Regions from separate parts of the Mus musculus genome. Here region 1 is linked to region 2. A link is a contact called in public promoter capture Hi-C data. All regions are on one chromosome and are shown on one strand. Each heading gives the region's core, a stretch centred on a gene start, on an enhancer-like site or on the middle of the called end of the contact. The rest is flanking DNA. Distances are from core to core; before and after follow the strand shown.

Region 1 (4,523 bases), core at 1,337-3,836, 1.0 Mb before region 2:
AGCACTTTTTAAATGCCACCTCCCCTGTCAAGTACTGCAGATAACTCTAGACTGTGGCCTTTACTCTTTTTAACTCCTTGGATTCTTGGGTACCCCCACCCACACAAATGTCCCGTTTGTCACTTATGTAACTACAGGGATATAAATTCTTTGAAGGGTGAAAATTGTACCTGTTCACATTAGATTAATTTCCAATTGCAGTTGTACACGGGGTATTTGTTGTCTCGCATTTAATTAGAAATAATTAGGTAAATTACTACTCGTATCTGCATATAATCACTTTTTTCTTTTGACTTATCAGTACTAACTTTGAATAACAAGATTTCAAAAACTTTATTTTTAGCACGAGAATTAAAACTTTACAGAAAAAAAAAAAAAAAAAAAAACAACTGAAGAAACTTCCAGGAGAAGATAGACTTCCATTTCCTTCTTCCCTCAATATTCAAGCCCTTCATCTCTGCACAGCTGAGAGGCCTCTCCGTGCATCTTTTACCCTAGTCTCAGCTGGCAAGCAAGTATCAAGATAAAATCAGGAGCCTAAAACAAACGTGAGCCCTGTTGGGTTCAAATTCCGCTCCTCTGGCAGAACCTGGCCTGGCCGAGAGGGCTCTCCTTAATTACAGGTCTCCACTGGGCTTGGGAGCCAAACTCAGGCTGGCTGAAGCCTACCTGTTTTACCACCACAAAAGAAATGGACTTCTGATTTGTAAGCCCAAGTAGACTATACTTCTCCCCCATTGCTAATCAATGTAAATTGTGCATTCTAAGTTAGAACTGGCAGTTTCCAGTGGTCAATGAAAGTTCAATAAAGAGTCGACAAGAAGGCTTCAGCAGGTAACATCACTAGCTAGGAAGCCTGAAGATCTGAATTCAGTTCCTGAAATCCACATATCTAAAGAGAATCCCTTGGCCTTCTGCAACTTACCCTCTGAACTGGTACCCACAAGCTTTCAGCTTGCACACACATTAGCACACATGTAAATCAGTAGCAGCATGCAAACGTGCACACACACACACACACACACACACACACACACAATGGGTGGGGGGCTCAGCAGAGCTTGAATTATACTACATGGGGTTACCATCGGCACAGTACAGAAATGCTGCTGTCTGTTGCTGTCTACCAGAGCGGCAGCAACATATTTGTGACCTTTTTCGGACCGCCTCACTCCCACCCCTCTACTGCACAGTAAGACCTCGTCCCAGTGTATTTTATGTTATGTATTATTATTCATACAAATATCACAATTTACCATCTGGCAAATATGGACTTGACATGAGCAAGCCAAAGCCATTAAGCAGAGGAGAAATATTCTTCCTGGATTCACCCTAACCTCTTCCCAGCACTCTCCAAGTAGTTCAAGTGTCAGGTTTGAAGGCTTTACCCCAAGAATAAAAGTTGAGGAACTCCTTTCCGCCCAGATCTGGGGGTGTCTGGAATCCCAACTGTACCTGCCAAGGCTTTACGTAAAAGCCACCTTATCACACTCCACGCCTACAACCGACATCTCCTATTTCACAATGAGCAGCAGGACAGAATTTTTCCAGAAACCGCTAATACTCATCAGAGAAAGGAACCCAGGAGCCGCTAGAATGGCATGCCATTTCGGGGTAAACAGAAACAAAAACTTTCTCACCCACAACACTCTGCTCTCTTCTTCCAGCAAAGAAACAAGGGTCCAGGCAAACCCTGGAAAGAGGACAGCTAGCTGAACTGTCTGGGTGGCACAGCGCCCCAGGTGCTGAGGGGGGTTGGGGCTGCTCTCCGGGGAGAAGGCAAGGGGATCCACGCCCACCTTGACCCCTGCATAACACCTCACCTCCCTGCCTAGCTCCCAATAGAGACCACCAGAGGCAGCGGCGGAAACAGCGATGCAGGATGCGGATCCCTTTCCCGCCCGCCCGGACTCACGATCTTGAGCCGGTCCAGTCCACTCGCCTGGTCCATGGCTCTCCATGTGCTTCTCCAGGGCAGGGGCGCGGACAGCCAAGCGGCGTGGCCCGGGAAAAGCCGGGGAGGAGCGGCAGGTCGTCCTCGCCCCTTCCCACTGGCTTTTCAGAAAGCAAAGGGGGCAAAATCAAAAGAAAACAAAACAAAAAAACCCAACCAAACAAACAAACAAAAAAATGGAAGCCGGAGCAGAGCCCGTGGAAGGCGCGCAGGGGCAGGGTCCCCCAGCAGCACCGGGATGGGCGGGAGGAGGTGGCGAAGGAGACCGGAGCAGGAGGGGGAGGCGCGGTTCGCGATGAGGGAGAGGAGGCAGCGGGAGGGACTGAGGTCGGGGCTCTGAGGCTCACAAAGCCAGCAGAAGGCGCGGCGCAGTGGCTACCTGTGCTCCGAGCGCCCCCGCGGGAGCCGCGCTCTCCAGCAGCTCCATCTGGCTCTCCTGCGCCACCGCCGCTACGGGAGGCGACTTGGACGTGTCGCTTTGGACCATCGGCAAAAAGTCGACTCCAAGGCTGCGGGTCCCCTCCTCCACGACCCGGGTCCCCCGCTCCTCTTCGCCCCAGGATCGGAGGCTCTCAGTGCGCGCGACGCCGCTGAAGCATGTTGCAAAGCCTAGACTAGGCGGTGGCGCAGGCACGAGGCTGGGTGGCCGGGGCGAGGGGCGCCAGTTCTTTGGAGCTTCTGGGCCCGCGAGCGGCGGAGGCTGGGACTGCTGGGCGGGCTGGCTCCAGGGAAGGTCCCCGCCAGGAGGAGGGCGCTCCGGGAGCACGAGCCAGGGGGGAGGCGCGTCGGAAAGCGAGAGTGACAAACCACCGCCACTCCGAAAAGTTCTTCGCGGGAGGCGCGGGCCGCGTGGGCTCCGACTCAGCTGCGGCCCGTCGCCGTGGCACTCGCGCTGGAAAGTTTTCGAAGCCACGAAAGCCAGCCAGTCGCAGCTCCCTAGGGAGGTAACTGGCCCAGCTGCTCAGTTCACCTCCTCTTCCTGGAGTCCAGAGGAGGAAAAAGATCCACAGGGTTAGACCCTAAACTGAAACTCTCCATGATTCGAAAAAGGCTACAGACAGACCCCGAACTTCTGCAAAAGCATGAGTGAAAGCACTCGAGGAGTCAGAAAACAAGTGCCAGTGATGAACTAAGACTTCCTCCCACATGGTCCTGACCTGACAATTGGTTCTACTACACCTGTGCCCTAGCTTTTTGGTTTGTGATGGCCTGTTTTGTTTTTGTTGTCTTTGCTAGGAGCTTGTCTTTGCTAGCAGACTATATCGTTCCCGCCCCCAGCGCACCCCCTCCCCGCAGTTGAGAAGTCTTAGTGTAACCGTTGAGACAAAAATAAGCAGGTTTTTAAGGACCCCGAAATTCTTGGTAAGAGGGTAAAACCGGAATAATGGTTCGCTTGTAGTTGGATGGGTGGAGAGGTAGGGAGGAGATGGAGGAGGGGAACCATGATCAGAGTACATTGTGTGAGCTTTCAATTAAAAACAAAGAAACTAAAAGGAGGGGAGGGGAAGAGGGGCACGGGGAGGAGGGGGACGATGAGAAGGAGAAGAAGGAGTGGGGAGGAGGAAGAGGAGGGAGAGGAGGAGGAGGAGGAGGAGGAGGAGGAGGAGGAGGAGGAGGAGGAGAAGGAATTATTTTCCGTTCTAGTATTGCTCATAAGACGCTGCTTTGCTTTGACAACCTTTCTTGCACTGAAAAAAAAATCTACATACAAATTTTCTAGGTAGCACTCACCGAGCAGAAACAAAGTATAACAGTTGTGCAAGCTGAAATACACACAGAGACCTTTTACTAAGGTAAACTTTGTATACTGTGTTTGACTATGATGATGAAATACAGTACCGTGTTCTTCTTAAACTGAGCTGTTTTCATTAAGCAGATGTCTACCATACACTGGATTGAGCCAGAATTTTTTTGTTTTTGTTTTTAAAGGAAGGAAAAAAAAAAAAACAGATCTCGGTATGTTTAAAGATTTAAGCATATACAAAGTGCCGTTGGTTTTCCAAATCTTCAGTCTTATTGCCATTTGGATTACATGTTACTAATGTTAACTAAGACCTAAGTATTAGCTTCCTTTTTTTACCTGGGGGAGGGGGTGACCTCTGACAGGAGCTTGATAAAGCTGTCTCCTGAGCAGCTCTGCCAGTGCCTGACAAATACAGAAGTGGATGCTCACAACCAACCATGGGACAGAGCACAGGGTTCCCAAAGAAGGAGCTAAAGAAAGAACCCAAGGAGCTGAAGGGGTTTGAAGCCCTATAGGAGTAACAACAATATGAACTAACCAGTACCCCCAGAGCTCCTTGGGACTAAACCACCAACCAACGAAAACACATGGTGGGACTCATGGCTCTAGCTGCATATGTAATTGAGGATGGCCTAGTCAGTCATCAATAGGAGGAGAGGCCCTTGGTCCTGTGAAGGTTCTATGCCCCAGTATAGGAGCATGCCAAGGCCAGGAAGCAGAAATGGGTGGGCTGGTGAACAGGGGAAGGGGGGAGGGGATAGGGGATTTTGGGAGGGGAAACTAGGAAAGGGGATAACATTTGTAATGTAAATAATGAAAATATCT
Region 2 (4,823 bases), core at 1,381-3,880:
TTAAAAAAGAATATAAGAACTTAAATAGTAGTATCATTCATTTCTGACTTCTGCTAAGCCATCAAAAAATATATAAATGATATTGGACTAACCTTCTCGAAAAAGTTCAGCTAAATGTGTCATTTCATTTAAATGAATGAATGAAACAATTTTTAGTCCACAAATAAGAGATGGTGTGTATTAACTCAGTGCTTTGTAGAAAACATTCCTTTGGTGATGACTGAAAATGCCCAGTGACTGAAAGGGGCTGCATATTCGTCTACTGCCATTAAGGATGCAAATGCCTTCAGAATGCTACCTTAGAACATTCATCTGGAGAGTTTGGCTGTTGATCCTAACAAGTGTTCCAAACAAGACTGAACTGGCCATCTGTCCACTTCGGGATGCTAAGGTAATGCCTAACCCTGGAACAAACACAAACAAACAAATCCTCCCTCCATAAAATACTCCATTCTTCAGTTTAGGGTTTAATTTTGTTTGTGGAGGGTGCTAATGAGTCTACAAACCCCCCTAAAAGGGGGCCTTTCCAAATGTGAGGGAGGACTTTAGCTTTAAGAACTTTGTACACGGCATACCTCACAAGCCTGGCCCAGACACAAGATAATGGATGTTAGCAAATACTTGTGTCCAATTGGAACTGTGGTTACATCATTACATATTCAATAAGAATGTAGCCTGTTGCAAAGCTGCTCTGGGAACACAAAGGCCCCTATTCTTTCTGTCCAGAGCCACCGCATTTGCCAGAACGTCCCTATCTACATTCCATAGTGAAGCCCATAGAAACCTTTAACACCCTTGAGCTACGGGAACAGATGGCTTCTTTTCACCCTTGTTAGATTTCAAAAATGGTTGTGCAATGACTCTTCTGCTAACTTTCACGCAGTGCCGAACTTCGAAGGAAGAAAGGGAACTTGGCTTAATTCCAGTTAAACTTTCTCATCCTCCAGAGTATTCTACATTTCCAACTGGAGGAAGCAACTGTGGTTTTTATGACCTTGTGAAAGTTAGCCAATTTCACCTTCACAATCCACAATGTAATCAAATTGTAACCATTCAATATCCGAATGTCGATATGTTTCAAAAAACGAAAGGAGAAATGTTTCGGGGGTGTGGGGGATCAGAAAAATCTGGAAACGAAGCAGAAAATAAAGCCTTCATGTTCCAAAGACTGCCCTAAATAGTGGAGTTTTTCAATCTGTGCGCTTTCCGCCGCCAGGGGGCTTTACAAGCAGACGTGAAGTTCTGCACCTTTTAAAACCTAAGGGAAGTAACTTTTAGAACCGCTCGCGGGTTGGCTCCATTGGGCTGCTGGCTGCATGTGAAAAAGAAGTCTACAAACCTGTCTGAATGACTGCAGGGTGCTTTCGGCTTCCTCTCTCTGGAGCATCTCCTCCTGCAATCTGAAGCAGCAGCACATTAATCAAAGGGGAACTGGAAAACCGCCAGGGGCGGGGCGGCCACACCCAACCACAAATGCCGCCAAGCCTTGAGTCCAGAGCTGCTGTGACACCTCCACCCACAGTAGTTACTGCAACTTGTCGAGGTGGCAGCTCTCTGCAGGTGTTAGCTGGAGTTGGGGCACACTGGAAAAGACAATCACTGCCCTTCCCTTACAATTACAGCCAATCCCCTGTCCCAATATCCCAGATGCCTTTGCCATCTCTTTGTCTGGAACCCTTCACACCCATTCTTTCCTCCTGTCTGGTAACTGTAAGCCCAGAAGAAGGACCTAAGAAACTTTCTAAAAAGTTCAATGGAAGTGCTTGAGTGAGGCGAAAAGAGAAATGTTCACTGCAAAGTTTAGGTTCAGGGTGGGGCCCGCTTCCTCTGCTATCCTCCAGACAACCGCCACCCCAGCCACATCCCCAAGGGCGTGGCAGCCCCAGTGCAAGGCCCAGGACTCCCCTCCCTCCCACACCCCACCACTCGCGTAGGTCAGGCCTTACTTCTCTCGCAGCCGCATGATGTCCTCGGCCAGGTTGTCCCGCTCCACCTCGACACGGGCCTTGTCGTTGGTGAGCTGATCCACCTGCCGGCGCAGCTCCCGCATCTCCTCCTCGTACAGGTCGCCCAGGCGCGACTTGCCCTGGCCCTTGAGCTGCTCGAGCTCAGCCAGCAGGATTTTGTTCTGCTGCTCGAGGAAGCGCACCTTGTCGATGTAGTTGGCAAAGCGGTCATTCAGCTCCTGCAGTTCTACCTTCTCGTTGGTGCGGGTGTTCTTGAACTCAGTGTTGATGGCGTCGGCCAGCGAGAAGTCCACCGAGTCTTGAAGCAGCCGCACGCCCGGCACGCTGCTCCGCAGGCGCACTGCCGAGGACCGGGTCACATAGGCGCCACCGGGGGATGAGGAATAGAGGCTGCGGCTAGTGCTGGGGCGCAGTGCGCTGCCCAGACTGTAGGTGCGTGTGGACGTGGTCACATAGCTCCGGTTGGAGCTGGGCCGGCTCGATGTGCCGGAGCCACCGAACATCCTGCGGTAGGAGGACGAGGACACAGACCTGGTAGACATGGCTTCGAAGGTGGGCTGGCTTGCTGCGGCTGGAAAAACTGCAACAAGGGAATGAGGGCGCGGTGGCTGTGAATCGTAGGAGCGCTGGGGTCTCTGGGGTCCCGGAGCAAGAGTGGCAGAGGACTGGACAACGCCAAGGGCGCTGCTTTTATAACACTGTTAGGAAAGAGGGTCCCCTCCCACTGCCATCCTAGCCGCCGAGCGAGCCAGCCAATGGGGACCCGGAAAGAAGTGAGGAAGGGGGGTGGGGGAGGGAGCTCCCCTCGAGCCTTCCTCCAGGGCTGTAGGGTATCAAGCACAGTCCTGTTACTAATTGGAAGTGCTAGGCCTTTCAGGGGCTTTCCTGGTGATCACCCGAACTCTCTACTCACCCTTGGGTGCTGAGAAAGAAGGGATCGCGGGAAGGATTCATGGGGGAAGGAAGGGGGGCTCTGGAAAGTTGAGTAAAGCGATCCCTGGCACTGGGCCAAAGGGGCGTGGGACTAGGCGCGCTGGTAGGAGGGGCGTGGTCGCAGTCGCAGATCTGCGGTCTTCTGGGACTGGGTGGGTGGGGAGATCCGAGAGCGGAGGAGCAGGAAGAGCCTGCAAAAGCAGTCCTGCAGATCGGAAGCCGGGGAGAGAGAAACAAAGAGGGCCCGAGATTGGGGGTGGAGAAGCACACAGCCCAAGATATCTGGCTCAAGACCTTTGCAGAGGGCTTGTTTGACGTGGTCATATCCCCTGATCTAACGGACTCAGTTCAACTAGAGAGGATTAGGAGCCACTGCCTCTGGAGTAAAGCCCAGGGGACGGGGTGGGGTCGCTGAGTCAGTGGATATGACTCATGGAGCCCTGAGGGTGAGATCGTCTAGCGGTTCAGGAAAACCGTTAGTTGAGATTGACTCCAGACTCCAAGAGCGCTAAGCTCATTCATTGTCCGAAGTTTTAAACCAACTTTGAGAATAACCGTTCTTGTGATTGTTGGGGAAGTGTGGAGAGTTCTCCTTAGAAAGAAACTCTTGCAGACCCGGGAGAGCCACAAAACACATCCACACACCCCTACCCCCATCCCCACCCCTGACGACAAAAGCTCCCTCCCTCCCTCCTTCCCTCCCTCCCCCTTTCTCTCTTTCTTTCTCTCTCTCTCTTTCCTGCATGAAACCACACCCTAAGTTCTGGGTGAAAGAGGAAACTACTTTGGTAATTTCAAAAGCAAGCCCAGTGATCTCGGCCTTTCTGAAAGTGGACTGCATTAGAAGATAAGCAAGTCGGACAAGAAACCATTGGGTTTTGCTAAAAAATCCAATTCGGTGAATGAGTTCGGAAGAAAGGCAGTTATGTAGCTCAAGTGATAAACTGAAGAAACAGATTTCTGTAGATTTTAGAGCAGCGATGCAGGGGAGAAGATTCTAGTGACTTGTCTGGGCAACGCCACAGATCCTATTTTCCACAAAGAAAAATCATGAAATCTAACTTGAAATGGCGACAACTGTCCACAAAACAAAAGGTTCAGAGTGTTGAGATGCAGCGACTGTCACCTTTTCAAAGGGAAAATGACCAGCTCAAGGCTATTGCTTCACGTTTGCTTCTAGGCAAGACTAAGGGGTCTCCGTTCTCCAAGGGAAAAGGACTTTTCAAGAAAGGGAAGTTAGGCCCTTTGTGATTAAGCACGGATAGAAAAATTACAGTTTCTTTTGGTTTGGGATTTGTGGAGTACTGAAACAAAAACAAACAAACTGGGAGATGGGTCCATTAGTGAATAGGGAAGGAAAAGGAGCTTGTATTTTGTTTTTGCTTTTGTTTTTCTTTGGAGCACAGAGTGTTCCCAGCTTACCTGGCAATTAAGAAAGGCCGTTTAGAGACACGTGCAGGATTTATGCTAGCTTTTTTGTACAAGACTCTTTGAAGCAACCCTTTGTGCACCTCATCTCAGTCAGTTCTGGGAATGCTGCGGTCAAGGTTGCCTGCAGGACTCTCTGGGACCCAGCTCTCCTGCTGTGCCTTTCTTTATTCTCCTTTCAAAGAGAGGCTGTGGGTCCTTTCCAGAGAGCACTGCCAGGGTTAGCCTGTGCCTCACGTTACCATTCTGCACACTGAGAGCCTTTTATTCAAGCCATGGTTCAGCAAATGTCACCATTGTGAGATTGCTCGGAATGGCTCAGGATGAGGAAAGTGATTTCCCTGTGGGGAGGAGGGAGGCTAGCCTTCCTCCTACATAGTTTGTAGATCCCAGGGCAGTGCAGTGGCTTTGTCAGGGAACTCTTGCTTAATGAGTCACTGTGGAAAAAGAGGAATGGGTTGTGGTACGGTGTGGCAGTATGCCATGTGGGCACCA

What was found. Promoter capture Hi-C pulls out the DNA fragments that hold promoters and counts their contacts.
Region 1: a promoter capture Hi-C map of embryonic stem cells shows a contact between it and region 2, with 4 times the contacts expected there. The contact joins the promoter of Cacnb2 here to the promoter of Vim in region 2. A contact is called at or near these places in 1 of 39 promoter capture datasets (embryonic stem cells), 1 of 484 Hi-C or Micro-C datasets (embryonic stem cells), 3 of 115 datasets of contacts at active chromatin or transcription factors (astrocytes, cardiomyocytes and large pre-B cells) and 1 of 9 other capture datasets (liver).

Annotation. Positions count from the first base shown.
Region 1 is chr2:14,602,369-14,606,891 of GRCm38.p6, reverse strand. Cacnb2 (calcium channel, voltage-dependent, beta 2 subunit) reads right to left here and starts at 2,586. Exons shown (of 14, transcript NM_023116.4): 1 at 2,334-2,586. The coding sequence starts at 2,441. Gm32741 (a long non-coding RNA gene) reads left to right here and starts at 2,307. Exons shown (of 4, transcript XR_374017.4): 1 at 2,307-3,316; 2 at 3,675-3,747.
Region 2 is chr2:13,572,118-13,576,940 of GRCm38.p6, reverse strand. It overlaps Vim (vimentin), which reads right to left and starts at 2,630. Exons shown (of 9, transcript NM_011701.4): 1 at 1,947-2,630; 2 at 1,340-1,400. The coding sequence starts at 2,509.